2 separate regions of the Sus scrofa genome follow, and region 2 is linked to region 1. A link is a contact called in public Hi-C data. All regions are on one chromosome and are shown on one strand. The core of a region is the stretch at or near the end of the contact, and the rest is flanking DNA. Distances in the headings are between cores, read along the strand shown. Region 1 has its middle 17 kb from the start of PRKCA. Region 2 overlaps PRKCA (protein kinase C alpha type).

Region 1 (6,965 bases), core at 1,379-3,878:
TAAAGTTAAGTCTGGCCCTAGGATTTGTGTTCATAAGTGGCTCTAGCATAAAATGCCCTGAAACGTCTTTGCTGACTCTATTCTAGCTATTTTTCGGGCAGGGTTCTGGCCTGCAAGGAACAGCAAGGAACCCTCGAAGATGCGAGCACAAAAGGACCGTGTTGGAAGGATATCAGGAGAGCTTGTGGGTCCTTTAGGAAGACTGGAGGGTGAGGCCTGGAAAAGGCGGAACCCAGGAGGATGAGGCAGCAGGAAGCCCAGCCACGGTGTTCTGCAGAGGGCACCACAGATCACCCGCTGTGCCCAGGGGGGATGGCAACAGGGCCCTCTTGAATAATCCCCCTCCCCCACAACAGGTTTGGAAGAGGGAGTTTGCAACTCCAAATAAGAACATTCTGATGTAAGATTGAAAACTACCAAAATAACCACACCTGCAAAATAAGTCAAATGTCCACTACAAGGTGATCCCAGCAGGTGAAGGAAAGGAGCCTAGAAGGATCAGTGCCTAGAACGCCAGCAGGGGCTCTGTATGCATTATCCTATTGAATTCCCAAGACAGCCTCCAGAGTGGGTGCGGTCAGAGAGGGTGAGAAGTTGCCCAGGGCTGTCCAGGAAGTGGGGGAGCCGAGATGGGCAGCCAGGTTTGCCTGGTGCCAGCGGCCAGCCGTCCTCTCTCCGCACCCCCACCCAAGCCATTCCTCCGGGCTCCGCACAGCAAAACCGTGATTCTCTAATTGCATTGAAGTGAGAGTGTCTTTTTGGCTCCACAGCCTCCTGCAAAGGAAGCCAGCTGCTTCTTTTCAGCCCTATGAACTTCCATCTCTGGAAGTGGCTGGCTCTCCTTTTCCCTGGATAGAAGGTAATTTCCATTGGCGTTTCAGCATCTTGGTGACCGAGTGTGCTTCTAAACTTTTTCATCCTTGACACATCAGTGCCTCTGTAGCCCTACAGGGCAGGGGGCTTCTATGTTAAAGAGGAAAGCCCAAGATAGGGGAGAATTTCTCCCGTACAGAGCGGCTTGAGGGTATTCCTGGGTTAAAACTTTGCATGCCTCGGGGGACAAACCCGAAAAAAACGAGCCACACCTGCAGTTTCTGGCGGCTCCTGGGGGCACTGGAAGTGATGAAGTCTTTCAACCTGGGGACTTGGCAGTGAATCATTCACCTCATTAAAGATGTAGGTAACAGGGAAAACCTGCCTTCCTATTGCGTTATAATAACAGCCACCAAAAAACCTGAGGTCAGCAGTATTTGGTGGAAAGAACATCAGCTTTGCGGTCAGAAGACCTACGTTTGAGTTCGGGCTCTGGCCCTGGTCAGGGGTGTGAGCTTGACCAAGATCATTAACGTCTCCCCATTTCAACGTCCTCATCTACAAAACGGGGTTTTGGGGAAGGTCAGGTAAACATATGCTTGTGAGAGTTTTGCACAAACATAAGCTTTGTTCCTATTATCCCTGGAAACACCACGCTGTGTAGAGCTGCTTTCTTGCAAACCAGACTGATGCTCAGAACAAAGGAGCAATTACCATGAGTGCATGTGCCAATAACGGATTCATAAATTTAAGCCTTGGGTCACAGACGCCCATTGCATGAACAGGAGGAAGAAAAGGCCCTCGTGAAAACCACGTAGATACGTTTTGGGAACAGCCCAGATATCTTCGCGCGTAGGTTCTCAAAGTACAGTCACCTGGGAATTTGTTCAAAATGCAGATGTTCAGGCCCCACCTAGATGTATTACATCAGAAAATCTGGAGATCAGACCCTGTCTGTATTTGAACAAGATTAAAAAATTATTGTTAATGTAATTTTTTTTTTAGTGTGATAAAAATTTAGGAGTTCTCTGGTGGCCCGGTGAAGGACCTGGTATCGTCATTGCTGTGGCTTGGGCTGCTGCTGTGGCACAGGTTCCATCCCTGGCCTGGGAATTTCTACATGCTGCAGACACAGCCGGAAAAAAAAAAAGAAGAAGAAGAAGAAGAAGAAGAAGAAAGAGTTCCCGTCATGGCACAGTGGAAACAAATCAGACTAGGAACCATGAGGTTGCAGGTTCGATCCCTGGCCTCCCTCAGTGGGTTAAGGATCCGGCATTGCCATGAGCCGTGGTGTAGGTTGCAGACACAGCTCAGATCTGGTGTGACTCTGGTGTAGGCTGGCAGCTGTAGCTCCAATTAGACCCCTAGCCTGGGAACCTCCTTATGCCGCAGGTGCGGCCCTAAAAAAAAGAGAGAGAGAGAGAGCAAGCGAGAGAGAAAACTTAAACAAGAGGAACCCTCTTCAGGTGGCTGAAGTTCGAGATTCCCCTGCTTTAAATACATGCCCTCATTTGTCCTAACAACAAAGCAGCTTTATTATTCCCATTTTATAGTTGAGGAAACTGAGGCTCAAAAGAGAAAAAGAATTTTTCTAAAGCCTCAGGGATTCACCCAACTTGTATGCACTTCCCTGCTCCGCTTGGGATTATCTGTTAGAGGCAGGCTAAGGCAGGCATTTCAGTAGATGACTAAATAAGCTGGCACAAACTCCCAGACCAGCCAGTCCAGTGACCACAACGTACCAGGAAGATGTGTCACTGAGAAAACAAAGCCAGCAAGGGCTGTGCATGATGCCGCGGTGACTCACTGAAGCCCTAGGGCCCTGGTTACAAGCTTTCCCAGTGACCTTTACACACCTTACCCAGTCTTTCCTACTTGGCTCTTCCACCCGCTGCAAATTCATTCCTGTGCCACCTCTTACCCCATCCAGCCCCGCTATGGAGCCGGCATCCCAGCCCTGGCTGAAGATTCAGGCTGACTGGCCTCTCCACCCTCCAGCCTTCCTCACACTCTCTGGACGAGGACAGGAAGCTGGGCATTGCCATCCTGTGTGAGCTGAGGGGTGCTCCTGCCAGCCTGGCCTTGGCTGGTTCTGAGGGTGGGGTTCTTCCACTGGAAGCTCTCCATTCCCCACTCCTAGCATCTCTATACTTTCTGGATGTGTCACCCTCTACCAGGAGGGACAACCAAGAGTCACACTCAAGGCTTCACTCAGAAGCCCCCTTCTTCCAAATGGGTTTTCCATGTCCCCTTCTTAGGTCTCCCCCTCCCCTCATCCCAGCAAACTTATCCCACACCTGTGTTAGGGAAAGCAGGAGGGAGAGTTTCATCAGGACTGAATTCTTCTAACTCCTAGCAAAAAGCTTTCTTAATTAATGACCTCAGATTTCCAAAGGCTGGGTGGAAAAGGAAGCTACATTCAGGGTTTAAGCCGCTAAAGGACTTGGCTGATGACCTTCCCTGTACATAATCCGTCTTATATCTCCCTGGACCCTTTCGAGCTACCAAGGAGCCTGGGACTGTGGTCTTTTAGCTGGGCACACTGCCCCCAGAATAGGATGGCATGGAAGGAGGGGCACATGGAGTTGGGTGGACAATTAGTATTCTCAGAAGCTTGGGGCATAGTTAGTCAGAGGACTAGCCATGACAGAACTGCTCAGACGAAGAAAAAGCCATGCCCTTTGGCAACCCAGAGGTCACCAATGACCTTGGAAGGGGCAAGCTCAGCAGAGCCCTGGGTTGGGGGTGGAGTGTGGTCGAAGACAATTGACAAGGGTTAAGCAACGCGTGGGGAAGTGAAGATGTACGACCGAGACCCCCTTCAGAGATTTTTAAGTAAAAAGAAATGAGAAAGAGAGAACGGAAATATACACACAACTCCTAACCTCTATTTTGACTGCGTCTTTTCTTCTCCTAACTCAGTCTTGACAAGACCTGATAACTGCAAAATTGACTGATCTGAGCTTCGCTTGCTCTCTCTTTCTTCCCGGGGAAGGTGCTAATGAGGAAAGAAACAGCTGAAGCCTGAACCGCAGGAGGGAAAAGCGGCCCCTGGAATATGTTCCAGCTGAGCACCGCATGCGGGCGATTTTCTCCAGGACAAAAAGCTGTTTAAGTTTTTGTTTTCTCCTTCCTGTCGTCTTCTTTTTTCAAAGAGTCCCATCTCCTTGTTATTCTTCCTTTACGATCCTTTGTTTCTTCCATATTCCCAACATGTGTGTCTTAAGGAGGGAACGTGCCACCTGCTTTTCACGAGCAGCTACTTCTGTGCCCAGCACCGGGCTTGGGTCTCATGCCCAGTCTTACTTAGTTCTCTCAGCAGCCGTTGTGGGGATATGTTATTACCCCCATTTTACAGAAGAGGAAATTGAGGCTCACCCAAGTGAAGCCATTTCTCCACGCCCCACAGCTAAGTGGCTTGCCACTGGGAATTCCTTTGAGATTTGTTTGACTCCAAAACAATATTTCTGCCCATTATTTCCTGCAGGATCTGTGATGGGCTATCAAGGAGCTACAGAAATGTCAATGACTTCATTGAGCTCAAGTTCACAAAAGAGACCTGGAGTTCCCAGGTTTGGTTTCGTTTGTGTTTCCTTAAGTCCAGATCTGTCTTTCTATCAAGTGCCACTGATCTGCTAGTAGAAATCCGCACAAGGAAGAGCTCGAGGCATCTAAGTCGCTGCTGTCTAGGTTTTCTGTGAGCCTAAGCAGGCAAGGAAACTCCTCCGGGGGCGCCTGACCTGCAAGCGGAATGATGGGAGCAGGAGCTGGCGACCTCAGGCCTCCGTTTATAGAATCTCTCAGGCAACGGACAGAAGAGTAGCAACTTTCACAACAATTTGACATTGATGGAGGTTTTAATAGACAAAGGCATTTTCTGCTGTTACTGCTCCAATCTTTTCATAAAAAGTAGAAGAGGGTTTTGGCTCTCCCTTGGATTCTTAGCAGCAATAAAACAGTATTAGGTTCTGGAACGTATCCACTTGAGGCCTTTCCAAGAGCTAGTCGCTACTCTTTGTCTGTCTCTTTCTCTCTCACCCTCTCTCCAGGTCTGTTACATTTCTCATCATCCAGTGAGATTCTTTCATTCGTGGTAACTGACCTTAGAACATATTTTATGTGGTCAAAGGAAGCCAAGAGTGATGGTGCAGCCTTACTTATGATTTCCTCAGGAAAGGACTCTCCAGGGAACCCCAAACAACCTGTTTGATCAACAAACATGTATGGATCTCTTCTCAGGCTGAGTGAAAGTGAAAAGACATTATCTGATGTGGTTAAAAAAGATATCCTAGGCTCTGATACCGCTTAATCCTTCGATTCCAATTCTCGGGTGGAACCAACAGCTGATCTTTTCCAAAAGAAAAGAGTATGGGGTACGGCAGTGACAGGGCTCCTCTGAAGGATTTGTCTTTCGCTTTTTAAAAACTTGGATCCAGACACTCTGTTGTGCAACATGAATATTTTTCTTTAAAAGGCAAGTATATACAACGGTTACCTCTAGGGGATAGGAGGGGAGGAGGCCGCGGGGAGAAAAAACATTTCTCTAATATTTGTATTTGAACACGTGTCTAACCGAGCCTTCCTTTAAAAACTAGAAACGAGGCGTTCCTGTGTGGATTAGTGGGTTAAGGATCCGGCATTGTCACTGGAGTGGGTCCGGGTGCTGCTGTGGCACGTGTTCAATCCCTGGGCCGGGAATGTCTGCAAGCCAAAGATGCAGCCAAAACAAACAAAAAAATAAAATGAGATTAAGTGAAAAGAAAAGAACAGCTGTCCACAAAAGAGGGGGCACAAACAGAGAATGTTTTGGAAAGATTCGCCCCCTTTGCAGAGGGGCTCCAGAGACACATCATTGCCATTCCTCTCCAGCTGACATGTCTGTTCTAAGTCCCCAAAGCATCTTAGGCATTAGGAGGCCCAGAGGAGACATTGAGTGGAAGGGTTGCCAGGGCTGATCCTAACTTCTGCGGGGCTCTGGTGGGTTCCGGATGTCACGTGCACCCAACCAGAGGTGAAGGGGAAAGGTGAGACAGTGTTTCTACAACTTCGAGGGAAAACTTTCTGGCTGTAATTAGCTGGCAGCCCCAGGAGAAATCACATCGACCCACCACTTTGTGCTGTTTGAGAACCTCTGGCTCCAGCATCCCCATTTGTCAGTGGAGATTTTCCAGGTCAGGGATTGGTTCATTCGGGGCCCCTGCCTGGTTCTGCATAGATGAGTTAAGTGCTCCAGGTCCATGATGGCTGTGGCGGGAACCCCACAGTCGGAATCTTTTCCAACCAAGAGGAATCTGTTGGGCATGCTCCTCAGGCAATATGACCGCAGCAGAGGAAAGGATAGCAAGAGATGCTCTCTCCATCTGAGCACCCCCTGCCTTAAAATAGTCTGCCCTTGAGCAATGTGAGGGTTAGGGGTCCCCTCCCTCCCCAACACACCATCAAAAAGTCTGCAGACTGCAATTTCTGCCTCAAAAACAAAGGAACCGATGAATGACTCACCCAGGGGCAGGAAGCTGAAACAGTTTGGGTAGAATCAGGACTCCAACCTAGTTCTCTTTGATTCCGTATATTGCCATCTCCAATCGAATACAAAGCTTTCCCCGCACTTAGTCAATTTAAAGCTCTCTAAAGGAGGAGTTCCATTCCCGTTGTGGTGCAGTGGAAATGAAACTGACTAGGAACCATGAGGTTGCAGGTTCGATCCCTGGCCTCGCTCAGTGGGTTAAAGATCTGGTGTTGATGTAAGCTGTGGTGTAGATCACAGATGCGGCTTGGATCTGGTGTTGCTGTGGCTATGGTGTAGGCCAGCAGCTGTAGCTCCCATTGGACCCCTAGCCTGGGAATCTCCATATGCTGCCAGTGCGGCTCTAAAAAGGAAAAAAAAAAAAAATCTCTAAAGTAAAAATACAGGCATTATATTTATTGGGGAAAAAATCTAATGGAAGGGAATCTGAAAAAGAATATATACATCACTTTTCTGTACACCTGACGCTAACATAACATTGTAAAGTAACTATATTTCAATAAAATTTTTTAAAAATCTGGAGTTCCCATTGTAGCTAAGTGGGTTAAGAACCAAACATAGTCTCCATAAGGATACAGGCTTCATCCCTGGCCTCGCTCAATGGGTTAAGGATCCTGTGTTGCCACAA
Region 2 (6,965 bases), core at 1,824-4,323, 250 kb after region 1:
CAGAAGCAAGTTGTGTTCATTACAAACCCCACCCAAAGCATAATTCTATCCACCAAGAAAGAGACACTCGAAACACTCTGTCATAGATCCTGCTAAGTCACATGTGTGACCGTGTGAGTATCAGATAACAAAAGTGATCATAAAGTGATTTAGGTTGTACCTTTTTCACTCAATACTTTGGAAATCTCTTTCTGGGCTGACATATTCCTATAGTGTCAGCTTTAATGACTAGGTTTCCTTTGTTTCTTGAAGGTTTGGGAAGATTATTATTGGAAAAGCGCTTTCCTTTTTTTTTTTTTTTTTTGAAGCCGACTTTAAGTGAACATGGATATTTGTGAATATCTTGAGCTACTTCCTTGTGAGGGGGGAAAAAAAATCCCAAGACTTGGAATTATTGGGTCAAAGCCATGTTCATTTCAAAGACTTTGGTACATAGCCCCAAACTGTTCAGTGTGGTATGGGGGGGAGTGTCTGGTTCCCTCATCCCTGTGTCTTGCAATGAGCACTTCCTGTGAATTGGGGGTGCAGAAATGATTGGGGTGCTCTCAGTCTCGGGCCTCATCATCTGGGGGCAGAGGCGGGGGATCAGGAAGGTGTCCCGCTCCAGACCCAAGGGGGCGGTCCCTGGGAGGAAGGAGGCAGGTCTCCAGTTAAGGGAGGTGACAAGTAACCGAAGTTCTCTTGGGATGGTATGTGTAGCTCCTCTCACCACACGTTAGTTTTCTGTCTAAACTATATCCAGTGGGTACTTTGACAGAAAGTGCAGGCCCGCCGGTATTTGAGATGAGTCACGAAACCTCTTGTGTTTCAGTTTCCACCCCTGTCAAGCAGGAATAAGAACCACACCAGCCTTATCTCTCTCCCAGACGTCAGATTCAAGTCATGGGATGGATGGAAAAGTGGCTTGCAGACTGTAAGGTTCTGTTACAGATATTGTATAAACAGCATCGCTGATGTTGTCCTTGGGTGTGCACAAGGGCGTCAGATGAAACACAGCTCCCAGAGGACGTTAAAGAGGATGCTGGTCCTGCAGTGAGACCTCTCCCACGCAGCAGGAGTGGGGGCAGCCACCAAGCCCTAGAACCATCCTCCGCAGGGCAAAGTGGGGAGAGCACAGCTCTGCTCTCACACAGCCAGGGTTCAACTCCCAGCTCTGCCACTTTACCAGCCCTGTGATGTCAGACAAGTGACTTAACGTCCCTGCGCTGCAGTTTCTGCATCTTTAAAATCTAGATGCCTGTAGAGTCCTTGTGAGAATGAGAGGAAATAAGGCATATAAAGTGCCTAACCCAGGACCTGCTACAGTAAATGCTTAATTCTGTAAGCTTTTATTTTCAGCATGTTAATCCTTGTGGGGAAAACTGTTAGAACAGGGAAAAAAACAAAAACAAAAAAACTCGCTAGCAGTTTAAACACAGCCAAAAATCAAAGTTAGTATCAGCTGCACCACCACTTTATCAAAGAAAGCCTTTTAACATCACCTCCCCACAAAGAGAAAGAAAAAAAAGTGAGCAGGAGAAAGGAAAGACTTAAGCTCAGGATGTTTCTAAAATGTTTGCGTCAATTAGTTTCATGAAAACTCCCTCCTTTGTTGTTTTTTTCTCTGGTGCATCCAAGGAATCCAATCTCATCCACATAAAGAAGATCAAATGACTCATTCAGGGTCATGTAGCAAATCATGCTCAAGCAAGACTGGAGCATGGTCTTCTCAAGCTCCCTTCAAGCTTCCTAGGCTGCTGGTCACTGAGTTATTTGACTCTAGCCTTTATATTTTATGGAAGCGAAGCATGGTGCTTGAAATGTGATTTGTTTTCTAAATTGTTCATTATCAAAGAACACTATAAGCATTTATTCAGTGCTTAAATGTCTGATCTTGAGGATTGGTTGGGGTGAATGCTAAGCCACTACAGTAAAGCGATGCCAGCTTCTAGCAGCTAAGCTGAGTGGGAAGTTATGTAGCAACCCTGACACTGGGGTAGCTCTGTTCCACGTGGTCACTCAGGGATCTGAGTTTCTGACCTTTTGATGCTCTGTTTGCTGGGGTGCTTTCCTTGTTTGCATGGTCAAAGCTGGGGTTCTTGAGCTTGATGCCTCGAAGGCAAGGTTCAGAAGAGCCCCACAGCACCTCCAGCCTAAACCCAGCAACAGCTACATCAAACTGCAGGAGAGACTGGCAAATGCAGTACCTAGCCAGCCAGCCGGCTGAAACTGTGGGGGTGAGTGGGAAGGGGTTTCCATCAGAAGAAGAGAAGAATGTCTACTGGGGGGATCACATAGCAATTGGGTATAGGCACGAAGGTGTTTTTGATCCTTATCATTTGTCTAAGAAAATGGGAAAAGGAAGTTCCTCTCTTGAGTTGCTTCAATTTGCAGCACTAAACACTCCCTGTATCTCAGAAGGCAAATGCCCAGGAAGGCATGGTTGGTGTGAGAGCAAGTCTGTCTCACCTCAGTTATTACCCCCCAAAATCTGGTGTGATAGAGGGTGTCTTTGCCCTTTTTCCCAAACATGACTCTCCTAACTAGAGTCTTACATGGGGTGACCCAAGGACACGGTTTAAAGAGGACCTTGAGTTCCCAGTGCCCAAACCTGATGATGTCACCCAGTGTTACAGTAACGACCGTCCTGGCACATGTTAGTTGAGTGGAATGGTCTAATGACTGCAGGTTTTAGACCTATATTTACCAATACCCAGCTCCTACTTGATGACGTGCAACAGAATGAACAGAGCTGTAGATTACTCTCCCAGATGGCTTCCTTATTTTTAGTTCAGCAAGAAATTTCTGGAATCTCTATTTCTTCCTGCCAATGGTCTGAGTAACTTTAGTGAAGGGCAGACTCGGGCATTCCAGGAAAGAGATGTTCCTTAGCATGTCATCGCCCAACATACCATAGGAAGATGTTTACAACTTGTAAAAAATTTTCAACTTTATTCCCACTTTGGCACATTCACAGTTAAATTCTCCAAATCCAAGAAAACAATCTCCCAGTTTCAGGGGAAAATAATTAAATTACAAATTAGAATGGAACCCTGCTCATCTCCACTGCAGAAAGCCTCAGGCATTTTATACTCTGCTACAAAATTGCATCCTTCCAAGCGGGCGGTGGACTTGATGACTCACAGATCCGCATTCCTAGATGAAGGACCAATATGGAAACCTTTTTAAACAAATAACTCTCAATGAAAGAATTAGCATCTGTATTAGTTTCCTGGAACTGCTGTGACAAATGACCACAGTGTGCTGGCTGAGAACAATAGAAATGTATTCTCTCAAAGTTCTGAGGACCCAAAGTCCAAAGTCAGGTGTTAGCAGAGTTGGTTCTTTTCATGCCATCATTTTCTCCTGGCTGCTGCTGCTTTAAAATTTTATTGGCATATAGTTGACTTAGAAAGTTGTGTTTCCTCTGTACAGCAGGGTAAATCAGTTAAACAGACATCTGTTCCTTTTCAGATTCCTTTCCCATAAAGGTTATTTACACAACATTGAGTCAAGTTCCCTGGGCTAGACAGTAGCTCCTTGTTAGCTCCTGGCTTCTGCTGATGGCCCACAGTCCTTGGCATTTGTAGAGATGTCACTCCAGGCTCTACCTCTGTCTTTTATAAGGCTTTCTTCCCTATGTCTCTGCATTTCCAGGGTCTGTCTCTTTTCGCTTATAGAGATTGGTCACTGGGCTTGAATTTAGCCCCAGCCCTACCTCAAATTCTAGATCTTGAGATCCTCAACTTCATCCGCAAAGATCCTATTTCCAGATAAGGCCACATTCACAGGTACCAGGGGTTGGACTTAGGCATGTCTTTCTGAGGGGGGGAACACAGAGATGGGCGGTGGATCTTGCCATGCTCAGGTTCATGGGCAACCCCGTTTGCCCAGCTGCATGTGAACAAGCCACCTTCACATCATCAGCCACGTGTCCCTCGTGCTTCTGGGGCCTAATTCCTGTCCCAGGGCCTGATAGGTGTTACTTTGCTGCCGCTGCCTTTTTTTTTTTTCTTCTTAAGTCCGCACCTGCAGCACATCCAGGCTAGAGGTCTAATCAGAGCTACAGCTGTCAACCCACCCCACAGCCACAGCAATGTGGGATCTGAGCCACGTCTGCAACCTACACTACAGCTCACAGCAATGCCAGAGCCTTAACCCACTGAGTGAGGCCAGGGATCAAACCTGCATCCTCATGGATGCTAGTCAGGCTTGTTACCACTGAGCCACAATGGGAACTTCCTGTTTTGCTTCGTGATGGTCACCTCCTGGTACGGTTTTCACATTCAGTTAGATGCCTTTTCCGGTGCCCTTCCACCTCCACTGTTCAGAGCCTGGCTTTGTTGCACCTCTATGCCTTGTGACATGAAGCTGCCCACCCCCACCCCCCGTGTCCCTATCCTTCCTGGGGTAATCGGTATCTTTGTGAATGCATGATGGCAAAGGGAATATTGTTTCTATCACATGTTCCGGATCTTTGTGGGAAATCCAAGAAATATTAAACAGAAAACAATTCCTGTTTTGTGTGGTTAAGCTGTTAACGAGACAGAGCGCTAGACTTACACACGAAGCAGTGGTGGCAGGTGCTCTGTTAAGGGTGGACCTTAGAGATTCCGGCTCTGATTCTGCCATCTGGAGTCTTCCCCCCTGCCCTGGATTTTTTAGAAGCAGCTGGAAGGTGTCTCTGTGATGGGACCTCTAGGCGGCCAGGACCAGCTGCTTCCGCATGGCTTTCTTCTGTGCTTGGGAATCCTGGCTGATAGCCCTTTCCTGAGGACACCACCTCGGGGGCACTGGGAATGAGAGAACACTTGTCCCCAAGGCCTCACGTGACTTGTGGTTTATTTAAAACAAGAATGATAGGTAGCCTTAAAAATCTTTTGGTTGTTGAGGAATAAAGAATTTTAGATCTGGCTCCTTTTATACTTACCTTTGTTAAGGTAAACCCTCTCTAGATTTTTTTTTTTTTTGAATCAGTAAATCACTTTATTACAGGGTAACTTGGGCCCAGGGTGGGACCAGGCAGATGCCATTGGGGAGCATTTGCACCTGTGCTCTGTACCACCAAAGCACCATTGGGACAATTTTATAGTTAACCTAGAGTGAGGAGGTACGTGCTTAGAAACGAGGTACCTTCCCAAATCAAAATTTACAGATGGGTCACCACTCTTGGTGCCAGGAATGTCTGCCAAGGTCTCCATCATCTGGGGACTAACAGAGCACAGAGGCTGCTCAGACCTAAGGATCTAGAACTTCCTGAAAACACAGTGGACACTTGGAGATGCCTCTGCAGTGGGTTTGGGGAGTCAGAATTGAAGGTCTGTCTATCCCTTCTTTTGTTGTAGTGAAATCTGTAACATAAAATTTGCCATTTTCACCACCGAGCATGCAGTTCAGTGGCAGCACATGCATCCACACGGCGGCACAGTCATCGCCAGCATCTCTCTCCTGAATTCACGTCCCAGCCGGAAACTCTGTGCCCTTTCAGCAGGAGCTCCCCAGCCCCTGGAGACCACCAGTCCATTTTTCTGTCTCTCCGAGTTAGACCGCTCTAGGGACTGTGTATAATGGAATCATATGATAGTCTTCCTTTTGGCTTTTTCACTTAGCGTGTCCTCAGGGTTCATCTGTGTTGTAGCAGGTGTCCGAATCTCCTTCATTTTTAGGGAAGACTCATATCCGTTGTCTGGACAGACTTTATTTTGTTCTCCATTCATCCACTGACGGGACACTTGGGTTGTTACCACCTTCCTCCTCTTGCTGAGGCTTCCTCTCCGTCCATTCCACCAGTAGCCCCCGGATTCTCTTTTGTGCTCAGAGCATACTTTTGCTGTTATGAGCTGCATCTGTAAATGAGATTTCCCAGTGTTTGTGAAAAGAAAACTAGATATTCCAAATAAAATCCTGCTCCTGGCAAGCGTTGGTGACAACCATGGGAAAAAGAAAGTGGCCTAAGAGATAGTAAGCTTCCTGGCGTGATCAAGCATTTCGTAAACCCATATGCAAACCCCAGAGTAGTAACTACTGTGGGAGTGACTTTCTAAAAGAAAACTTGACTTTGGAAGGCCATGCAACATGCACAGTTGTTTGTTTTGCCATGTGTTGCTTTTATTTGTAAGAGGGAGACAATGGAACAGAGGATGTTGGCAGCAGCCGAGGTGGTCTCTTGCCCCTTTGCTGAGTGGAAATCAGTGCTGGATGGGATTGTGTCTGCCTGGCTGCCCTGTGAAGGCATGGCTTGCTGAATCCATCCGGTAGCATATGCTCAGGACAAAGTACAAGTCCGCTCACATGTTGCTTAATGAGGGGTCTCTTGAGACATGCCCATCGCATCTGCTTCTCAAAAGACAGTCTTGATTTTGAGAATGATTCGATCTAGCCAAATCCACAGCTCCCTTGGGAAAAAAAGGAAAGAAAAATTCCAAATGCATCTGTTTTCTTGCAGGGAGTGACTACCTGGGATCAGCTTAAAACATAAACTTTAAGAAATTATGTAAATAACTACAGCTCTTGTTTCACTTTAGGGTTTAGTAAGCCTTTAACCACCAAGAGACTGAACTGATGGGCGTGTTGTCTCTTCTGGGATGCCAAGTGACTTTGGCAGAAGCGTGGAGAGTGTTGAAATGGGTTGGTAAAGTGATTCCTTGGCCGGGTCATCTGCTCTGAAGCCGTCGCCCCCTGCTGGTGGTGGGTGTTCTTTCTCTTGTGCTCCAGAGCTTCCTGGCAAAGACCTCAGAATACTTGGCATGACGTCTTGGAATTGTGGACTCACAGGATTGCAAAGCAGACCTCGCATTTACTGAGGGCACCAGGTGCGGCATTGTTGTATTCCAAGCACAGGACCAGTGCATGGCAGTGAAGACCATGACTACTCATTAGTTTTTCTAGGTACCTGTAGTCTGACCTTAAAGTACAGAGGTTGTGTGGAATGCCCATGGGATCAACCCGGTCTCACTTTTGGTTTAATTTATTGCACTTTGTCATTT

Evidence for each region. A called contact is a pair of places that touch in the nucleus more often than the background predicts.
Region 2: a Hi-C map of embryonic fibroblasts shows a contact between it and region 1, with 1.9 times the contacts expected there. The contact joins two enhancer-like sites. A contact is called at or near these places in 7 of 47 Hi-C or Micro-C datasets (alveolar macrophages, embryonic fibroblasts, fibroblasts and 3 more) and 1 of 2 datasets of contacts at active chromatin or transcription factors (skeletal muscle).

The regions. Positions count from the first base shown.
Region 1 is chr12:12,861,378-12,868,342 of Sscrofa11.1, forward strand. No RefSeq gene overlaps it. Among named protein-coding and RNA genes, the nearest start is that of PRKCA, 17 kb to the right of the region's middle. Within about 2 kb of position 2,629, at least 18 of the 83 cell types and tissues checked have an H3K27ac peak or open chromatin away from gene starts, as enhancers often do. A contact at or near this core is called in embryonic fibroblasts, where this site is marked.
Region 2 is chr12:13,108,953-13,115,917 of Sscrofa11.1, forward strand. The region is part of intron 3 of PRKCA (protein kinase C alpha type); the gene reads left to right. Among named protein-coding and RNA genes, the nearest start is that of CACNG5, 180 kb to the right of the region's middle. Within about 2 kb of position 3,074, at least 6 of the 83 cell types and tissues checked have an H3K27ac peak or open chromatin away from gene starts, as enhancers often do. A contact at or near this core is called in embryonic fibroblasts, where this site is marked.